Regions from separate parts of the Mus musculus genome. Here all the other regions are linked to region 3. The links are chromatin contacts, called in public HiCAR-type, HiChIP or PLAC-seq and promoter capture Hi-C maps. All regions are on one chromosome and are shown on one strand. The core of a region is the stretch at or near the end of the contact, and the rest is flanking DNA. Distances in the headings are between cores, read along the strand shown.

The links. HiCAR-type assays count read pairs that join an accessible place to other places. HiChIP or PLAC-seq counts read pairs in DNA pulled down with a chosen protein or histone mark. Capture Hi-C pulls out chosen DNA fragments and counts their contacts.
Region 1: a HiCAR-type map of astrocytes shows a contact between it and region 3, with 3 times the contacts expected there. The contact joins the promoter of Clasp1 here to the promoter of Ptpn4 in region 3. A contact is called at or near these places in 2 of 39 promoter capture datasets (cranial neural crest and pre-B cells), 1 of 484 Hi-C or Micro-C datasets (CD4 T cells) and 1 of 115 datasets of contacts at active chromatin or transcription factors (astrocytes).
Region 2: an HNF4G HiChIP or PLAC-seq map of pancreatic cancer cells shows a contact between it and region 3. The contact joins the promoter of Ccdc93 here to the promoter of Ptpn4 in region 3. A contact is called at or near these places in 2 of 115 datasets of contacts at active chromatin or transcription factors (astrocytes and pancreatic cancer cells) and 1 of 9 other capture datasets (liver).
Region 4: a contact with region 3 is called in a promoter capture Hi-C map of liver, with 2.2 times the contacts expected there. The contact joins the promoter of Ddx18 here to the promoter of Ptpn4 in region 3. A contact is called at or near these places in 1 of 39 promoter capture datasets (pre-B cells) and 1 of 9 other capture datasets (liver).

What each region holds. Positions count from the first base shown.
Region 1 is chr1:118,387,655-118,390,354 of GRCm38.p6, forward strand. Clasp1 (CLIP associating protein 1) reads left to right here and starts at 1,404. Exons shown (of 43, transcript NM_001359328.1): 1 at 1,404-1,867.
Region 2 is chr1:121,429,779-121,432,478 of GRCm38.p6, forward strand. Ccdc93 (coiled-coil domain containing 93) reads left to right here and starts at 1,289. Exons shown (of 24, transcript NM_001025156.2): 1 at 1,289-1,479. The coding sequence starts at 1,438. It overlaps Gm35243 (a long non-coding RNA gene), which reads right to left and starts at 1,290. Exons shown (of 2, transcript XR_387343.4): 1 at 1,169-1,290; 2 at 1-451.
Region 3 is chr1:119,835,770-119,838,469 of GRCm38.p6, forward strand. It overlaps Ptpn4 (protein tyrosine phosphatase, non-receptor type 4), which reads right to left and starts at 1,302. Exons shown (of 27, transcript NM_019933.2): 1 at 1,133-1,302.
Region 4 is chr1:121,566,729-121,569,428 of GRCm38.p6, forward strand. It overlaps Ddx18 (DEAD box helicase 18), which reads right to left and starts at 1,252. Exons shown (of 13, transcript NM_025860.3): 1 at 1,063-1,252. The coding sequence starts at 1,147.

The DNA.
Region 1 (2,700 bases), core at 154-2,653, 1.4 Mb before region 3:
CACATTATTCAGCTTTAAAGAGGGCACTCTGGACACATGCTACAACATGCACTGACAGCTCTGGAGTCTATTAGACTATGTGAAATGAACCAGTTATAAAAACACCAAGACTGGGCTGGAGAGATGGTTCAGCGGTTAAGAGCACTGACTGCTCTTCCAGAGGTCCTGAGTTCAATTCCTAGCAACCACATGGTGGCTCACAACCATCCATAATGAGACCTGATGCCCTATTTTGGTGTGTCTGAGACAGCTACAGTGTACTTACATATAATGAATAAATAAATCTTAAAAAAAATAAAAAGACCAAGACTATATGACTCCACTTTCAAAATACTCTCAGTATTTTAATCCATAGAAAGCAGAATGGTGGTAATCAGAGCTAAAGGTAAAGAGGAATTACAAATTAACAGGTGCATTTTTTGTATGACAAAAAGAAAGCAGAAGAGTGGCTACTTAACAATGTAAGTGCACTGAACTGTACAATAAAAACCAGCTACAACGTTTCTTTTGTTAATATGCACAAATTCCTTCCCATTGAACTTATCAAACTTTTCTTGGGTTTCTCTTTTCCTTTCCAGTTGACTACTCTCCACACATTGTTCTCCCAGCATACCACCCACTTCCGCTCGGCCCTTGACCCGGCGGTATTTCTTTCTAGAACGCGCTTCAGGGTTTTCCACCCACGGTTAGTAAACTTGCTTGCATTTACATCTTAAAGATGTTACTTTTTCTATATTCAATCACGAGTCCCGTCCTGCATGTGAATCCTATACCTTTTCTGCACCACACAGGTCTGTGATTGGCTTTATTGTTTTGGCTTGCCTTTCCAAGTCCGGAAGATCTGACGGCGTTATCACACATCTCCCAATACATACACATTCCCGCACAAAAGAGTCCCCATAAACACCCAGTCTTGACAGAGGAAGCCAATCCGACACTTTAAAAGTGATTTTCACCAGTGTACAACTGCAACACAAAAGCTCTCAAATCCAAACTGTTGGGTAGCACACGGGCGTAGAAGGACAAAACAGGGCGTCCTTAGGCTCCTTGAAAGTAGCGCTGCAATCTGCATAGCCCAAAAACCTCAGATATAACCTGAAGGCCACGCGGGACGCGAGGCGACGTTGTTGTGAAGGAACTTAGAAAAGAAACTGGCACACTCTCACACCAATCTCAGCAGCCTCCACCTCGCGCCCTGGCTCGCTAAAGCGCGAAGAACGGTTTAAAACCTGGGCTTCCGGTAGCAGCGCTTGTACGCATATTCAGGACAAGCCCAACGCGCTGTCAGCTACGGGAAGTCGCGGGGGCCAATTTCTTTCACTGAAGTCGCCCGGTAAATAGCGGGCACCCGTAACCCAGAAGTGAAAGATTGTTTAATTCAAGTATCAAACACCTCGACAATCAAAGGAAGTTCCGGCTGGAAGCGCTCCTGACTCCTCTCTAGCTCTTTTATCGCACAGCCTTCTCCTAGTCTTGCTCGAGTTTTGCTTCCTCTCCTTTAAAGGCTCTAAACATTCCTTAAATTCTCCTTGGTCACCTTTTTTTATTAAAGCACCTTTATGCTACGGGTCGCCATTCGGGTCAAAGGCAAAGGCGGCGGGACCTGAAACTTCATGCGGGCCCCAGCGCTGGGCGTTACCATAGAGAGGAAGCCACCTCTCTGGGCTGAGATTACAGTCTCTATGGTTCAGCCCGGCCGGTGGCGGTAAGAGGACACAGGGAGACCTCTCTGCGCAGGCGCATTTTGGTTTTTCATTTTTTTTTTTTTTTTTTTTAATCCCCGCACCAAGCGCTTAACCTCATTGGGGTGGAGGAGAAGGCGGTGGCTGTCCGGTCCGCAGCCGCAACAGTAGTGAATAATAGAACTGTAAGTACCGGGTTTAAGACGAAGAATGCTCAGAATGGAGTCCACTGGAGGGCCCTGCTTCTTTTCCGAGCGGCGGCGGGCGCAGGGTCCGGGTGGGGACGGTGTCCAGTGCTGTCAGCCGCTCTGGGGTGCACTTTTGGGGGAGGGGGCGGCCCTGGGATGGGATCTGGGTGAGGACCCAGGACGCGCGGCCTCCGGCTTCAGTTCTGATTGTAGGCTGCTTTGCAGAGGGGAGGTGGGGCGACTGTGGGGTCAAGCCTGGCTTTGTGTGACTGTCTCTTTCAGACCCCACCCCGGGGCCCCTTCCTGACCCGGAGTCTCCCCTGGCCGGCTTGGGAGACGCCAAAGCAGCCCCGGGATCTCTTTGAAAGGAACCGAGATTACACTGAGCGGGAAGGGGCTCCAGGAGAGAAAACCTCACTACAACTAATCATCGGCGAGTGATGGGTGTGGAGAAAGATTCAGAGGGAAGAAGGGGTTGTCGGGGAGGCAGGCCGGGCGGCCGGTGCCCCCAGCCTGGGCCAGACAAAAGCGGAGCAGCCGGGGCCCAGCGGGGTGCGGAAGGTCCCCTTGTCCCAGGAGGGCCCCTCATATAGGATCTTTGCGAAGCAGGGAAGAGCGGACAAGCGCTGAGTTAAGCCTGTGCAGCCTCTCCAACTTGCCTTTGTTGTTCTTCGGTATTGGCAGAGCCGCTCTGACGAAGATGAGTGTGTGATCTTGCACGTTGGTCTGGTTGGATACAATGGAGCGGATTGAATCTTGCTTTCCATTTTATGAGTTGCTTGGATGAGTGTGGGGTTTTCCAAAGTCAATCTCATTACATAATATATCTA
Region 2 (2,700 bases), core at 39-2,538, 1.6 Mb after region 3:
ATACATACAGGCACAACAGTCATACACCTAAAATAAAATAATAAATCTAAGAAAAAACAATCAAAAGTTATCAGAGATATTAAGAGGAAGAAAGGAAGCAAACACAAAACCTCTTTAATGGCAAGAAGCATATGTTTTTCCAGTTTTCCACCCGTCCTTCAGTAAAGATCTCTCCTACAGCAGAAGACTTCATGTCACTTCTGCCTCCATCTCTTACAAAATGAAAATAGGCTGGTAAGCTGTTCTGCAGCAGGTGCTGGGCTGGCAGGAAAAAGACAACCCTTTTGTATAGCTGCCATCCTCTGGGACAGACAAGGGGCACATTGCATAAGTGGTACAGCAGCTAATCGTATGTGATCACCGGACTCTGCATTTTACAAAACATGTCCCCAGAAAGATGCAGGGTGTCAGGATGAGATGGGTGAGGATTATTTTCCAAAACAAAATTTTCCTGGAAATAAAATGCAGAGACTAGGAAGGAACAAATGTAATGATCTCTTTTTGAGTTCTCTGTCCCCAGGTCCACATGTTAATAGCTGGCACAAGAGTGTGTTAAACATGGCTGGAACTGGGTCTTAGCTGGGACTGACTCAGGAGCTGGGAGCTGTCCAAGCCAGGCTTGGAAAGAACCAAACTCAGAATCTGATACCCAGGGAAAGGAAAGGGAGCCAGAAGGCAAGAGATCCTCACGACACAGGGAAATAGCTTTTAAGAAGCTCCGTGAAGGCCAAGAAACTAGAAAGTGGGAATAGTTAAAAGAACTCTGGTGATATAACAGTTGAAGGGAGAAATACTAGAGGTAGAAGGATTTAAGAAGGGAAGGGACCGGCAAGGAGATGGTAGAGAAAAGAGGGTGGGTGTTCAAGTAAAACTAAGGATATATGAAAATGCCATAAGGAAACGTGCTACTTTGTAAACGAAAAAAAAAAAAAAAAAAAAAAAAAGGAACTGATCATGGTGGCGCATTCCTATAAACTATAGGGGAACAAAGTCATCCTTAGGAAGTGCTAAGCCAGGCTGGCTAAGACACTGTCTCAAGGAACAAAAAAAAAAGAAAAAAAGAGGAACAATAAGAAAGCATTTTAAGAAAACTTAGGAAAGAAAGGAAAAAGTAGGAAAAGAAAAAAGAAAAAGAAAGAGAAACATTTTTAAAAGAAAGAAAAAGTACCTTAGGAGGAATCTTGAGTTCAGCACCTCCTCTGAGGGGAGGATCGGTTACTCGGGATCCAGCCCCGCCCAGCAGTGCTGGCTGTCCTTGCGCAGGCGCAGTGGTTCCTCGCTTCAGCACTAGTGCGCATGCTCCGCGGGGCCACGGTTCTCCGACCTGCTGTGGTAGTGTCAGCTCCTGTGAAGGAAGTTTCCGCTTTGCACCCCACCCGGATCACAGTTCGGTTGTAGGGCCCGCTCTCTCCGGCTCCACATCAGCGCATCTGGATCATGGGGTTACCCAAGGGGCCAGAGGGCCAGGGACTCCCGGAGGTGAGGACCTCTGTCCCTGACACCCTGGGGTTGCTGGGGAGAGAGGGCCGAGCCCAGGGCGGCGGGCAGGGACCAGCCTGGGGTGGCGGGGACACTGTCTATGGTTGCTCAGGTGTGTCTGTCCCAAGGCGGGCCCTAGGTACCCTGGAGGGGCAGCTGACTGGTCCCCCGGCGTGCCAGGGTGCATCGTGTCGCTGGGTGCAAACTTAAGGGTTCCTGGGTCCTCTGGGGACAGAGGAAACATCCAGATCCCGGCCCAGATGCAACCTCACACATCACGAGGTCCCCGGGAATTCCTATCTCGGGTTGTCTGGAGGCCCCTCACATTGCGAGACTGGCTTCCCCCGGGCCAAGGCTGCTGCGCTTAGGAGTCTCAGCAGTCACGAGATGAGCGGTGGGACTGTCCTGCTCCCGGTGTGCAGGGGGCGGTGACCTTGGGACACACACCTTCTGCGGGACCCATGTGGCCAGCCTTTCATTCCCTTTTGTCAGGAAGGCACGCTACCTACCCGGCTTGTAGCCTCCTGCCCCTCCCCCCGTCCCACGGGCCGGGGAGGGTGAAGGAAGTTTGGAAGCTCTGCGCACATCAGGGTGATGACAGAGTTGAGGACACTCTCTCCTGTGGTGCCTGTGTCGGGACAGGAACATGCTGCGTGTTCTAAGGAGGGAGGACCTTTTCAGAAATGGTTTAGTCGAGTACTCAGCCAGTACTCATTCGATCCTATGAACAGGACTACCACGTAGGCTGGGAAGAAAAGTGCAACCACTCTCTAACGGTGGGCTACCGTTAGAGCTTGGCTGTGGGATTTCCAGTTGTCCTCCTAGTTGCTTTACTCAAAGCTCTGAGCTTAGAGAAGAGTCCCAGTTTCCAGAGAGAATTAGGGAACACCTCTAAGGCACCTGGATCTCTTTCTAAGGCTGGAAGGCAGGCTTTGGCAGAGGTGTGGTGTGCCTATTTGACACTGTGCCTAGTGCCCGTTCTTATTCAGCTGCGCCGATCTTGCTTCCCCGTGCCCCTCACAAATCCTTCTGTTACATCTTCATCCTACTCATTACAGAGTCGAAGTGTTCTGTGTCCAGGTGATGAAGGGTGGGTATGTGTGGCCCTGGGTTAGGTAAAGTTTCATGGGGTCTGGGTTGTAATAGTTCAGATTTTCTTTGCCATGTAAAAATCTCTGTCTGTCTGTCTCTCTCTCTCTGTCTGTCTCTCTCTGTATGATG
Region 3 (2,700 bases), core at 52-2,551:
CTCCACAGCCATCTTTTAAATGTGACCAAATAACTGTGTTATTTCATCTGGACCCAAGATCTGGTCACACACTCAGTATTTCTTGAATTGCTTATTCCAAAAGTTAGGTATGACTAGTCCTCCTGGAACAGGCAGTTTTTAAAACCCCCTACGTAGTCCTTGTCCACACTGATGTCACTCTGTGATGCAAAGCCAAACATAAAGTCTCTGACATAAGTTTCAGGGAAACATCGATATGGATTATCATTGAAACTGTAAATTGTTCCATTACTTTAGAAACCCCAGCAAATGCATCCATACATGCATTTAACTACCTACACACACACACACACACACACACACACACACACACACACACACACATCTAGCTTTTCTTGAATCTCTGATTGAACTGATTTCCAGAAATCGTCCTGGGACAATTGAGGTGTCTACGCTTTGGTAAGCACAGTTCCTGTCCACAAAGGATAATCATACGCTCCATTTTTCCTGTAAGTAACTATAAAACAAACATTGACACCGAAACAAAAATGTAAAGCCAGAAAGCCACAAATGACTGTGCTTAACATTTTACAAAACCCCACAAACACCGATCTGTTCTTGACTACATACTCACGCTGAATCTAAACATCATGAAGGTAGGGACGATTCCAAAGCAGCATGAAAAATCTAAGTTCAGATGTTCTACATCTCAACTTTTTGGGCCCAACTACTGATTCCTAAAAGCAAGTATAATACTAGCAAGTCACAAGAGACTTTCAAGTTCAATGGAAGATAGCGTGTGTTCCTACCGCGTGCGGAAAAAAAATAAAGATGCTTATATGAGTCAATTAACCTAACATTAACAATTAGAAAAAAGAATCCCACAAATGAAATACTGAAGATTCTCCAGCCTTACCTTGAGTTTAGGAACATTTCATCTCCGCATCTATTCCACCCCTTCTCCCGTGCACTCATCCCTAGCAGATTTCAACTATAAACCCCAGGAAGATTCGAGTGCTCCGACCCACTAAGAAAAGGGAAGTCGATCGGGTAGTCTGGCCGCCCGGCTCGGCGAGCTTCAGGTGCGCGCCCACGACCTGCAAAGGGGGCCCAAACAGGCCGAGCGAAGGACCGCCCCAAGCGCCTCTCTTACCTTCGTTATCACAGCCGCGTCCTCCCGGCTGGAGAAAGGGGGGGGGGGGGGGGAATCCAAATACAAAAAGGCAGGAGGCCCCGGGCTCGCGGCCGGGTGAAAGAAGCGCGTGGTCCGCGTCGAGGTGCTCGCCCTCAGCGTCCCGAGAACAGCCGCCGCCACAGCGGCCGCGCCACGGCCGCGGGCCGCCTGCACCCCGTCATCCTGCGGGGCTGCGGCGGGGCTGGCGTGCGCGGGGAGGCGCGCGCTCGCACCTCGCGGCGAGATGAGCTAATCCCTTCACACGCGCCCCGAAAGTGCCGCGGTCCCCGCAAGCTGCGGGCCGAAGTCAAGTCTCTTTCAAGTCCCGGAGCCCCGATTTCTGACAGCTCCCGGGAGTCTTAAAAGAACAATGTCGCGTCCGCGGAGCAGGGAAGCGCGCGCGGCGTGAAGCGGCGGGTGACTCCAGGGAGGCGGCTCTGTGTGAGAGTGCAAAGGAGAGCCTCGGTCACCCTCCTCCTCCTTCTCCTCCTCCTCTCCTTCCTCCTCCTCCCTCGCCTCCACCGCCTCCTCCGTCTCCTCCTCCTCTCTCAAGCACACCCCGTCTCCGAGGCCGCAGCATAGCAACCGAACATGGCGGCTGCGCAGCCCCCGACCAGTCAGAGCCCCGGAACGGCGGCCTCGGCAACAGGAGGCGGTCTCGCGAGAGGTGAAGCCACGCCCTCTGCTCCGCCTCCTTCCCGCCTCCTACCCGGTTTCGGAGCGCGGGCGCCTGCCTAGAAGCACTGGTACTCACAGGTGCGAGAGAGACGGGATTTAGCGGGTTGGGAGGGGAGGGCGTGGCTCTGTGTCCACACCCCATCGCCAGGCAGCGATTGGTTCCTTGACTGTCAGTTCTGCCCCTCCTCCCTCTTCTAAGATGTACTTACTGACGGACTCTAGGGACACAAAAGAGGGGCAATAGCACAGAGTGGGGAAACTCGACCTCCTGGCATCAGGTTGTCCCAACTAAGTGCTAATAGAGGGTATAGGCTTTGAAGTGCAGTTTTCAATCAGTTCTCCTAAACATAAGGCCCTTGAAAACAAAGCCTAAGCAAAAGACGTTTCATGGATAAAACAAAGGATAGGTGCTTTCTGTGTGCAAGGAACACTGCTTTTTAAATCAAAGTCGTTCAATCATTTTAAGAATGAGGGTTGGTATTATCATGCCATGACCTTGAGGAGGGTATACCCTTAATATTTTCTGGGTAATACAAACTTGATGATGATAGAACATTCCTATAGAATAGGTGACCTCAACTAGGATCAAATGAAGGAAGGGTAAGTTGGGAGGACCCTCACATTTCCTCTTTGCTTGTTTTTCGTTTTTGTTTGTTTGTTTGTTTGTTTTACATTTCTTTATTTTGTATACACCTAAAATATGTGTGTCCATCTGTCTGTGTGTCTGTCTGTCTATCAGAGGACAAGGTTTGAGAGTTGGTAATCCTATGTGGGTCGCAAGGATTGAGCCAGACTTGGCAGCCAATTCCTTTCCTTTATCCTTTGACCCACCTCAAAAGTCCTTGACGTTTTTACCCACTTGGGGGTGG
Region 4 (2,700 bases), core at 2-2,501, 1.7 Mb after region 3:
TGAACTGAAAATTCAGTAAACGAAAACCACTCATTAAAACCCTATTAAAGCCCCAAACTATCCTCACAAGTTTTCCATTTTCATACAAAGAGAATGAAGGCAACACCATCTTTAATTTACATCATTACCCACACCAAGAAGTAGCTACTAAGTAGCATTAATTATTCTACAGGTACTAAGTGAAGGAACATCAATACTTTTGCCTAAAATCCACCATCCCCTCTGGGATGTCTTTCAAATACTATCTGTTGAAAATTGCGTGGGTCTAGACAATTATTCAGCGATCCTCAACATACTGATCTCTCGACCCCCCAACCCCCACTACAGTTGTCTCATACCAGATATTTACATTACGATTCATAATAGCAAAATTACAGCCATGAAGTAGCAACGAGGTTATTTTATGGTGTGTGTGTGTCAACACAATATGAGGAACTGTATTAAAGGGGTACAGCATTACAAAGGCTAAGAACCCCTACAGGTAGGTAACCTAAACAAGCTACAGAAACTGCAACAAGAAAGTGACATGTGTAAATTTTTCATTTAAGCCCTTGTGCCAAAACCAAGACGTTAAGGAATTCACTAAGTTGTGCGCGACAAAAAACACTGGGAGGGTTCTGCCTAACATATGAAGAGGATCGCTGCAGGAATGAAAAGAACGGGTTTGGGGGAGAGAGCTGTATCACTGGGAAAGCTCCGAGGAAAACAATTCGTAAGTTTGGGCAGGGGATGAGATCGAGCAATTAAGTGAAAGTCGGGAACCGTAATGGATACAAAGTTCTACGTGGGGACTAAAGATGCTGATGGGGGGGTCTAGGGTAATCTGCAGGTTTTCTTGCCAATAGAAAGTTGGGGAAGAAAGTCCGAGGCCTCCCGCTTTCACCCTGAGTCGAGAAAGCCACGCCGGCAAAGGGCAGAACCAATGAAGGGTCCACGGGGGCTGGGACCCAGGCGGCCTGCTCGTGCCGCGCATCCCCGGCTCCCGCCGGAAGCTGCCCAGCGCACCGCCGAGTTCCTGGGTTCCCCACGTCGTTCGCCAGTGCGGGGTTCAGCACAGCTCACCTTGCAGCTTCAGGTTTCGCTGCCGCAGCTTGGCATTCCGCTTCTCGATCTTCCTGCGCAGGAGTTTCATCTGTAACTGCGACATCTTGCCAGGCCGCCCAGCCGTCTGCACCGAGACAGATGCACGTGCGCAATTGCAAGTCGGAAGTGTACCGCTGGAGCCTGCGGACCCGCGGGGCGGAAATGCTTCGGGCGGAAACAGTTCCTGGTGAGAGCTGGGTTCCCTTTGGAGACCGAATTTCCTGCAGCGCCCCCTGGCGACTGGAGGACGACTCGTTGTGAACCCGTTCGCCTTGCTAATGGCCCCAGAGTTTTACAAACCAAGACTGCACAATAAAAAAGCCGATTGGAAGACGGAATTCCTTGTGGCTCAGAAGAGTCTCTTTCCCTTCACTGCTAGAGAGGTGCCAGTATCCTGTCAGAAGAGGTTTAAGTCTTAAAACCTTCTTGGGAGACGGGGATGGTGGTGTTCACCTTTAGTCTCAGCGTGAGGGAGGCAAGAGCAAGTGGATCTCTGAGCTGAGACCAGCCTGGTCCACAGGGCAGCACTCCACCCCTCCACCCCAGTGCCTTCCAAACAAAACAAAAAGACTAAAGAAACAAAAACAAAAACCCAACAACAAACCCACTTCAATTTGGACCCTGTATCACACAAACGTCTTTTCTCACCGTATAGTTTTCCCTCAATTTTTCAGGGCGTTGCACTCTTCTTTTCTTTTCTTTTCTTTTCTTTTCTTTTCTTTTCTTTTCTTTTCTTTTCTTTTCTTTTCTTTTCTTTTTTTCTCTTTTCTTTTCTTTTCTTTTTTTCTCTTCTCTTCTCTTCTCTTCTCTTCTCTTCTCTTCTCTTCTCGTCTCTTTCTTTCTTTCTTTTTCTTTCTTTCTTTCACTTTTGTGCTAGTTTGCGGTAGATGTATGGTGAATGACATAGGTAAAACACTGAATTTTTACACAACTTCCACGAAGACAGAAACACAGTTACAGAAAACATACCGACAGGGAAGTTCGTGCGCTGCCTGAGAAAGATCCTGGTTTCAGGATGGACATTTGGGTGATGTCTTCCTTCAGCCTCCATTGTGCATAGATTGTGTGTGTGTGTGTGTGTGTGTGTGTGTGTGTGTGTGTGTGTGTGTGTGTGTGTGTGACAGAGAGAGAGAGAGAGAGAGAGAGAGAGAGAGAGAGAGAGAGAGAGAGAGAGTCAGCAGTCAGTCAGTCCCGGGATGGGCATGCAGATAGAGTCTTTAATTCAGTATTGCAGTTCTGGGTATTGAACCCAGGGCCTCTTTCATGTCAGTCACCATTCAATGGAGCTACACATTACTCCTAAGTCTATAGAAGTATTATAATTGGGGCTGAGGAGATGCCTTAGTCTATAAAGTGATTGCCTTGCAAATACAAGCCCTGAGTTCCATCTACCTCTCATAGGAAGAAAGCCAGTTGTACTGGTGCTCAGAGGCCAGCATCCCTGTAAGACCAGGTCTAGGAGAAACCATGTCTCAAGATGGATAGTGACTGACATCTGTGATGGCTATTCTTGTTGTCAAATTGACTACCTCTGGAATGAACTACAATCCAGAAAAGGAGGGCACACCCGTGAAAGATTATTTTTCTTGGTCTAAAGTGGGTGAATACACTTCTAGT